2 separate regions of the Capsicum annuum genome follow, and region 1 is linked to region 2. A link is a contact called in public Hi-C data. All regions are on one chromosome and are shown on one strand. Each heading gives the region's core, a stretch centred on a gene start, on an enhancer-like site or on the middle of the called end of the contact. The rest is flanking DNA. Distances are from core to core; before and after follow the strand shown.

Region 1 (4,958 bases), core at 35-2,534, 36 kb after region 2:
TCACTTATCAATTTGTTAGAAAAGATAAAATTATGACTTATCATTATCTAATAGTTTAGAATTTCAAAATTTTTAAAATAGAAAATCATCTGAGAAGTTACATTCAAACTTGAAAAATACATAGTTAGCATTTTCTTAGGAACTCAAATTCATTTAATTGACTTTTTTTTTTTTTAAAAAAGACTCTTGCTCAAACCTGTTCTTATATTTAATTATTTGTTTTAAAAATTCTTAATAGTGCTTCTACAACGTTTTAACGTGTTTTGAATAGTGTTTTTAATAGTGTTTTAATTATTATTATTATTATTATTATTATTATTATTTCCTCTTTCTAATTTAATTTAATTGTTTATTTTTCTTTTTATCTTTTGAATTGGTCACCTTACTCGATTTAATAATAGATTTGAATTTTTGGACTTTTTAAATAAAAGGGCCTGGAGCCCATCTTTAATTTATAATATAATTATTATTATTATTATTATACTTCTACATACTACGTACTAACACAACTGCTCCTACCACTATACTACTAATTATTATTATTATTTTAATAACATTTTATCTTTCATTAATATGTAATTAAGTTATATTTAAATATTTTTTTTTATAATTTATAGAATTTAAAGTTTAAAAAAGATAAGTTTGAAATAGTAAAAGTCTATTAGAACTCTTTAAGCATGAGTTTTTATTTTTAATATAATAATTTTTTTTAAAAGAAGGATAATATTTTTTTTAAAGAAGAATAATATATTTCAAATTCAATTTTAGAGCTTCGTTAGGACTCTTTTTTTTTCCTCTTTTATTTTCAAATTCAAATTTTTAATATTCTTTATTACAAATTTTTTATTACAACACTTAATAGTTTTGTCCTAAAAATTGTCACGTGGCTTAACAATAGCTTGTCACATGACTTTCTCTTGTGCTTCGTTCTCTGCTTTATATTATAATATATATAGAAGATATAGATATAAATTTCAAATTTCATTTATGTTTTAGGTAGACTGAGTGTACTTATAATTAAATGTCACAAGAAGTAACTTATTATTTTATGAGCTAAGTAGTGAATAAAATAATAAATAAAAATTTAATTTTTGAATTTACAAAAGATACTTAATATAAGCAGAAATAAAAATAAAAATATAATAAAATTTTAATTTTTGAGTTAAAAAAAATATAGATTAAGTATAATACCATAAATCGAACAACCACTAAAAAATGATACTAGAACAATTAATTCCAACATAATTTATTCCAATATAACTAATTTTGATATAACTTATTTGCAAACAAACAACCTAACAAGTTCATGATCCCCCCTACGTAATTCAATAACTCCTTATTAATAGATCAATAAATTAATTTTGTAGTTGAGTTATCAGTTGCTATTTGTTTTGAACGCGCCTAATTGATACTAATTGGAACGGCGACCGCAAAAACCTCCTTTACTTTTCCCCAATTCCTTTACTGAGCAAGTGATAACTGTGCAGCATTCATCGAATTCTTTCCAACTACAAAGATTCACTTCTATTATCTTCATGGATCCCGAGGTGTTTTTCTTACCCTTTAAATACGATTCTTCTTATTACTCGTCGAGTTTCTGACTAATGCATTGACATGTATATTTTTATTGATTTGTGATCTTTAATTACGGTTGATGTTTTCTTCTTTTTATTTATTGTGGAAAAGTTTAGGAGGGTCATGGGGAAAAATAGTTTCACTATGTTAGGATGAATGGATTTGTGCCTGGTTAGAATGGAATAGATTCATACAGCCAAATTCGACTTATTTTGAATTAAAGTGTTGATTTTTGAATTTGAGAGTGGATGCTTTGATATTGATAAACTCGTAAAAAGTGGTGAAAGAAAGATTCTGTTAAGACGACGAAAAGCAGTTTTAGTAGTGAACTGGTTTTAAATCATGAATGAAGTGCCGGAATAAATCAATCAATCACCTAATTCCTCAATCTCGAATTATCCTACAGGATTCATCATATTTAGACTATTTTTACTTTGGACTCTATGTTTTACCAAACTCATGCATGCATTATGCATTGACAATTCCTTCATCAATAAACACGGTGCAGAACATTTTCCAAAAAACAAAACAAAGAGAGAAACTCTTGCTTAGTTTTATGAAATACTGTCTTCAATTTCCGAACTAAGACGGCAGTTCTGTTAAATCACAAAGAACTAGTGTTTTGTCTATTATTTGTTCATTTAGAGATTATTTTGGATCAAAATGTTGGATAGGTCAGCATGAGCTAGGAAGGATTTTATTTTATTATTTGTTCATTTCGGGATTATTTTTTATAATATGCTTAAGGGAACATAGTTGACTTTGAATTCTTAAATCATTTTTACATCATTTTTCTGTGTAAACTGTTGGTGATAATTTGTACTTGCATTTTGATCTTTGGCATCTGTTTGCACTTTGCTGATTGAATTGTGAATTAGTTCTATAAGTCAAGGATGGATTATTTGAGTGGAATCTACACTCAAATGCTTGTGGTAATCTGGCTTTGAAAGCACATATGTGCCTTCAATCTGGCTTTGAAAAGCATATATGTGCCTTAATTGTCCCTTACTATCGAAATTTCTGCGTCTTGCCACTTATTAGCTATTACTGCTCTTACTGTTTCAGCAAAAGAAAAATTGAAGTTTTTTTTTTTTGTATACTTTTTCTCCGTTATCTTAGAATGTATCAATCATTTGAATTTGTATTCCATTCAATGCAGGTTGGATTGAGGCTACTCTTTTCTCCATTGGTTTCTAATATTGTTGTGCGGACAGCATGGTAAGTCACTGAGTTGCTATTTTACTTTTATCACTGGAACTATTATTTACTATTTTATGAGAACTTGTTTTCTTTTAAAATATGATTTATAAAGATAGGAGAAGATTGCTTCTGTAATTGATGATTCGTTGTTAGCTGCAGTTGTTCTGTGGGGGTTGTTTTACCTGTTTATTCCACATTTAAGGCAATTGAGGGAAGAGATGAAAATGAGCAGAAAAAGTGGCTACTATATTGGGCAGGTTTGTACTATTGTTTATTTTTCTTCGTCGTCCAATTTCTTTTCTTCATTGAGTATAAATCTCTTAGTATGCTATTCACTATTTTGTAAGCAGCTGACTCTTATCTTTTTTTTTTTTTTAAAAAAATAAATTATTTTTTATGTATCCCCTTATCAACCAACATATTACTTCTAGTACTGAAGTTGTTGAATTTAGGTTCAGGGTGAAAAAACTGTCGCATCGATTCAATGCAGAGCTGTTTATATGTTTTCTAGAGGGGCTATTGAGAAGACATATTGTGGCATCTTAATGTTCTAGAACATTAGAATTTTGTATTGCAAGTCACGAATAATTACTAATTGCTGTTACAATTTTAAAGCAACTATTAAATTTTACCTACAAACAACCTAAAAAACGATAATGATATTGATTGCAATGTGCTGACGAACAAGAGATATTTGAATTTTCCATTAAGTTGAGAGACTATAGTATTTTAATACATGGCACGTGTATATGCTTTCTGTGGGCATTTATTGGGAATTCACTTCTATGTAGATCAGAATAGCATTCCTGCTCAGATTGTAAGTTCATATTATAATGTTCAGTCTAACTCTTTGATAGTTTTTATTCATGTACCCTTGGGTTACCAAATAATTTTGTTGCGTTTTCTTGGACATTCTTCTTAGAATTGAAAGAAGTTTCTTTTGCTTGCAGCTTATGGGTCTTTCAGTGTTGTTGAGTTGTGCACTGATAAGTTTCTCCACTGGTATGGCTCCTAGCTTAACTTGGCTCCTAGCTTAACTCATCTTGCTTCTAAACTATTTTTAATGTTACTGCTAGTTTAGTCCTGCTGATGTTTCCCCCCTTCCAATTATATCAGGTTTCCACTGTATTACCACATGAAGTTTGCATTTCTTGTTTGGCTTCAGCTCCCTACTACTGATGTAAGCTAAACCAGATTCTCTTTTCTTTGCCTTTCCCCTGTTGTTATATATTGGTCGTCCTTGTTTGTTAGTAATTCTGTTTTCTTAATTCTCCCGTGTAAGGGGTTGTACATAATTATACTTCGTTCCTTGATCAGATTTCTCCTGCTGCTGTTTATAATTTTTATTTGGCAAAATTTCAATGTTTGACACATCAGGGAATGTTTGCATATGGTAGGCGACTAAAATAGGAGCAGAGGGGGCAGTAGCGACATTGGCAGCATTGGGATTGTGAGAATTGAAAAATATTATTGAATGATGTGTTGACATAATTACATCAAGACCCTATTTATAGACACTATAGTACCATCCTTTTCCAAGTAGGATTTTGTATATACTATTCCTATTTCTACACATATTCTAACACTCCCCCTCAAGCTGGTGCATACAAATCATATGTACCGAGCTTGTTACAAATGTAATTAATACGAGGACCGGTGAGGGACTTGGTGAAGATATCTGTAAGTTGATCATTTGACTTAACAAATTTTGTAACAATATCTCCTGAGAGTATCTTTTCTCTGACAAAGTGACAATCAATCTCTATGTGTTTAGTCCTCTCATGAAACACTGGACTTGATGCAATATGAAGGGCTGCTTGATTATCACACACAAGTTTCATCTTACCGTTTTCTCCAAATTTTAATTCTCTCAGCAACTGTTTGATCCAAACTAGCTCACACGTTGCTACAGCCATTGCTCGATATTCTGCTTCTACACTAGATCGAGCAACCACACTCTATTTCTTACTCTTCCAAGACACCACATTACCTCCTACTAAAACACAATATCCGAAGGTAGAACGTCTATCAGAGGGTGATCCTGCCCAACTAACATCTGTGTATCCAATGATATGCTCGTGACCTCGATCCTCAAAGAGTATTCATTTACCTAGAACTGACTTTATATATCGCAGAATACGAACAACTGCATCCCAATGACTATCACAAGGGGAAGTCATAAA
Region 2 (4,781 bases), core at 874-3,373:
GAGTGACATGTTATTATATGGATTGTCACCTCCTCTACATGATATGTTACTATATTATAGATTGACATATCCTTTGGTATGGTATATTAAAATAAGGTATGCATAATTGCCCTTACATTGTATTTTCTACTAATGAGTTTAGTGTAGGTGATTAGTAGGCATTGGGACGTCATCCCATTCAAAGTGGCACAAAATATTCAAGATAGATCATCTGACTTTCAATAAGATAGGTTGGGTTGTCATCACATTCAAAGTGACATGATACATTCAAGATAGTCCATTCACCTTTCAATGTGATGCGTTGGGTTATCATCCCGTTCAAAATGGCACGATTCAAAAAAATAGGTCTTCTGTCTTTCAATGAGACACGTTGGGTCGTTACCCCATTCAAATTGACATGTTACATTTAAGATAGGTTGTTAGCCCTTTAATGAGACACGTTGGGTTGTCACTCCGTTCATAGTGAAATAGTACATTCAACATAGGTCGTTCGCCTTTCAATGAGATATGCTAGACTGTCACCCTAGTCAAAGTGGCACAAAGTACTCAAGATAAGTCATTCGCCTTTTACTAGTACACGTTGGGTTGTCACCCCGTACAAAGTGGCATAAAATATTTAAGATAAATCATCTATTTTTTACTGGTACAAGTTAGGTTGTCACCCTATTCAAAGTGTCATGATATTTTAAAACAGGTTGTGCAATTGATTCATCAACTATCTTAACATTGTATGTCCAAATAGGTTTGTACCCGATTATGTTCATGTCATGCTAGTCTGAAGAGCAATATCGAACTCTTTGGATGCGAACTGAAAAGAGACTTCCACCACCATCAATCCACACCCCTATCAGAAGGTATGTGGGTATTTTAGGACGTTTTTGGTTTCAGTTTCAACTTCAAGACATTTCTAAACTCGCACCAGAGGTAACTTTTCTCTCCTTTGGAATTCAGATGATAACTCACTCGGAGTTTTGAAAATTATGTCCAGGTAAAATTTTTTCCTATCGATATGAAGGATCCCACATTCATGGTTAAGAGATTACAAGCCTTTTTTTCCATAAGTTCAAATAACTTATCACTCATCCCGAGTCAGAGATCGTCTACAATAAAAACAATCTTTTCTACCGATTGAGTCAAACTATAAGCAGTCTGATTTTCTAAATCTCAGGGATATGTAGGTTGGACTCTTTGTTGAAAACTTGACTGCATTCCAACCTCTCCCTAATCCTCTCATTCCTCAGCCTTTTGGTTTCACCAAAAATCGAAATCGAAAAAGCTTGTGATTTCTTTAAAAATCATGCTTACAAGTATTATGAACTACAAGTGGCCTGAATTCTCATGTACTCTGAGATATGTAGGAAATCCGATATCGAAATTCAGTCATAACTCCATGAAACTTGTGTGAAAATCAAGCTCTTTCGAAAATAAATTTGTGGTCAGAAAAAATTATGAACGTCAAACTCTCTTTTGTCTAGGATTACTTGCAATCACTTTACCCAAAGGGAGGGGACAGTTGTTGACACCTAATTTTTACCCTCCATGACTAAGTTTAATTTTGAGTTTCTTTGATTTTAAATAAAATTACAATATTTATTTTATCTGGACAAAAAAATTTCAAAATATCTATCTACGTAATTTTGTCACTATGAGTAGCAATTATATATTTGTGTATCCATATATACGAGATAGTATAATTTTATTGCTTAAATAATTATTTTACAAAAAATTAAATTTTAATCAAAAGTTATCTTGAAAATTAATTCAAATGAAAAAAATCTTGATTTAAATATAATTTATTCTCAAAAAATAATTATTTGAAAAATGTATATTTGATTTTATCAAATCAAGAAACTCGAAATTGAATTGGATATTAATTCATATGGAATTATAATTTAATTTAGCCAATTTATTAAATTTGATCATAATTGATATTAAATTGACCACAATTACAATGCAATTGGCTAATTAATTTTAATTTGATAAAAAATTAAATGAGATGGCTAAATCCTAATCTAATTGGGGTTATTTTTTAAATAACCCCAAAACCCAACACCTGCGCAGGCCCACATTTCAACAGCCCAACGCCCTTATTCCATTATAGTCACCAGCCCAACCAACACCGACCCGTCCCACCTTATCACTCATACAAACAACAACAACACAATATCAATGCAACACACCAACAATCCAAGCAAACCGCGAACACTGACAAATTCAACCAAACGAACCCTTAAACCACAGAAATCTCTCTCCATCTTTTCTCTGAAATTCTCAGACCTAAATTCATTATTGTTGACTTTTGTTCAAGATTATGTGTCTCTCACCCCCAAAATCTAATCCGAATCAGAACTTGTCAGTTCAAATCTAAATTTTGGAGGATATATTTTCTCTTTACCGATTTATTTCTTCTTCTTTTCAACGGCTATGTTTTGAATTGAAACCAATATATTTCCCTATAAATAGACATGGAGGAAAAGAAGAAAAGGGGAGGATTCTTTGGGAGAAAATTAGGGATTCGGGAGGAACATTCCTCTAATCCCATGTAACTGAAGAATTCGCGACGAATACACTCCAAAAATCATATTTCGGCAAAAACATTGAACTCTGGTGAGGTTAATTGAAACTCTGGTGGTGAACGTTTGTTTGATTAAAGCTTGTTGTCCTAGTTCGTTGCTCCAAAAAAGGTGAAAACTTTTCTCCGTTTTTGACAAGAAAATTTGAAACTCATTGATGATTAGATTAGCAGTGGTGTTTCCTAGATGTTGATTGATTGTCGATGTGTAGTTGTTAAAGTTTAAAACTTTAAAAGTCGTACGATGAAGTGTTGTTGATATTTCAATTTTCCTTATTGCTTTAGCATTATCGAGTATTTCTTCTCTGATTTAAGATAGAAAATAGTTTGTATGATCTGATCTTTGGATTCTGTATTTGTTACAGAAAAGGGATAAGAATCCACCATACATGATTTCGGAAACTTATATTTCAATAATGGTTCGTTTATTGTTCACTATCGGATTGCTAGTTCAACGTTTGGTTTTGTCTTGATTCATCTTTATAGTAATTTATAGAGTTTGCAGTTTAATTTTTACTATGTTTGATAAACTTATAAGTACACTAGTAGTTGAATATCTTCCGTTTCTTTATAGTGAAATTGGGTTGTCTTGTTTTCCCTAAAACCTGTTATGGCATAGCTGCAATTAAAAACTTAAATCATGTTTATAAAAGTTATTTTGGTTTGTCTCTATATATACACTAAAAAATTTTATTCGAATTTGGAAGTAGTAATCAACATTTGCCCTCAATATTAATATACTATGAAATGTTATAAAAAGTGTAATAGTTACTATTTGTATTTGATAATCCATTAATATTTATTATAAAAACTTTCTTGGAACTTCATAAGGCTTCATAAGTGATTGGACTATGTAAAGAGTTACTTATTGCACTGTCCATCATGCATTTATACTAGTAAAACCCTCACCCTCAAGTATTGCGTATTCTAAAGTTCCACGATATCATTTTTTTGAAAATTTAAATCTATTATTTCATGTACGTTGGATAATATCTATACTAAAGATCCACCAATTAAGATGATTAATTTATCGTAGAAAAGCTATCGAAATCCTCACCCGTCTCTAAGATTTCTTGCTTGTTTTCTTTTACATAGTGTACGTAACAATGAAAGTTAATACTATTAGTCAATTAATTAGTCACTTTTCCTCAAGAAAACTTTCTTCTCACTTTACATTGGTTTGGAATAAATATAAGATATGTGTTTTGTTTGGTTCATACTATAAGAAGTTCATTTTCTCATGCTTAGAAGTTCTTTAGATTGATTTTTATTTATCAAGTTATGTTTCACTATAAATATAGCTTAAGTTACGTGCTAATTTTTATCTTTTATTTGATGCATGTGACATGAATCTGAGTCCATTGGAGTCCATTTTTCTCGCATATTCTGATGAGCCAAAGAGGCCTATGCTATCTCGAGTCAAAACCCCATGCTGAAGTCCCATAACGAGACTGATCTGCGGTGATATACAATGGATATACACTGAAAGCAGTAGTTGCACATACGGTGTATAGTAACAAATAGAGAGAATATATGTTGATTTATTCACTGATATACAGTGTATACGTGGATATATACAGGAAAACACAGAAAAAAGGGCTGGTATACATGTGGTATACACTACAGAAAATGGACCCAAGTCCATGAGGATGAGGCCCAAAAGCTGGGCAGCTTATTGATGGGCCGAAGAGGGAGCCCAACTTCAATTCCTGTCTTCATTCTTTGTACCTTATAATTTATCCATGTTTATTTGTATTAACTAAAATTTTAATTAATTAATCTAGATAAATCCTCTAAGGCGTTGTTATTTTATTTTCTTTTACTTAATCTATAGTTTTTCTCGCCTAGTTTATCTTGTTAAAATGGGTTAAATTGATTTCTTCGGCTTTTTTCCTTAAAACAAGACTTCTAAAATTAGGTATTTTAAACCGAAGTGATATTTATCTTGTTCATATGACTAGTAGTCTATTTGGATTAAAGTAATTTTCTTTAGACTAAAGAAACTAATTTGTTTTGAAAATTAACTTTCCGAAATTAGCAAAGTACTCTTAATTTAATACTCTCTTAACATTTTTTTCAAAAGTATTATTTATAACAAAGTTGACTTTCCTATAATAATAATAATTAATAATAAGAAAATAGTTATATAATCTTCTTCTTTTATAAAAGTCAAAATTGATTTTTCTCTTAAATCCAAAAAATGGCAATT

Evidence for each region. Hi-C and Micro-C count contacts between places; a contact is called where the count stands out from the background.
Region 1: a contact with region 2 is called in a Hi-C map of bud, with 2.3 times the contacts expected there. The contact joins the promoter of LOC107845727 here to the enhancer-like site in region 2. A contact is called at or near these places in 3 of 5 Hi-C or Micro-C datasets (bud, leaf and placenta).

The regions. Positions count from the first base shown.
Region 1 is chr10:122,532,432-122,537,389 of UCD10Xv1.1, forward strand. It overlaps LOC107845727 (HVA22-like protein k), which reads left to right and starts at 1,285. Exons shown (of 8, transcript XM_016690198.2): 1 at 1,285-1,547; 2 at 2,735-2,793; 3 at 2,935-3,032; 4 at 3,726-3,777; 5 at 3,892-3,955. The coding sequence starts at 1,536.
Region 2 is chr10:122,495,973-122,500,753 of UCD10Xv1.1, forward strand. No RefSeq gene overlaps it. Among protein-coding and RNA genes, the nearest start is that of LOC107845727, 35 kb to the right of the region's middle. Within about 2 kb of position 2,124, at least 5 of the 5 cell types and tissues checked have an H3K27ac peak or open chromatin away from gene starts, as enhancers often do. A contact at or near this core is called in bud and leaf, where this site is marked.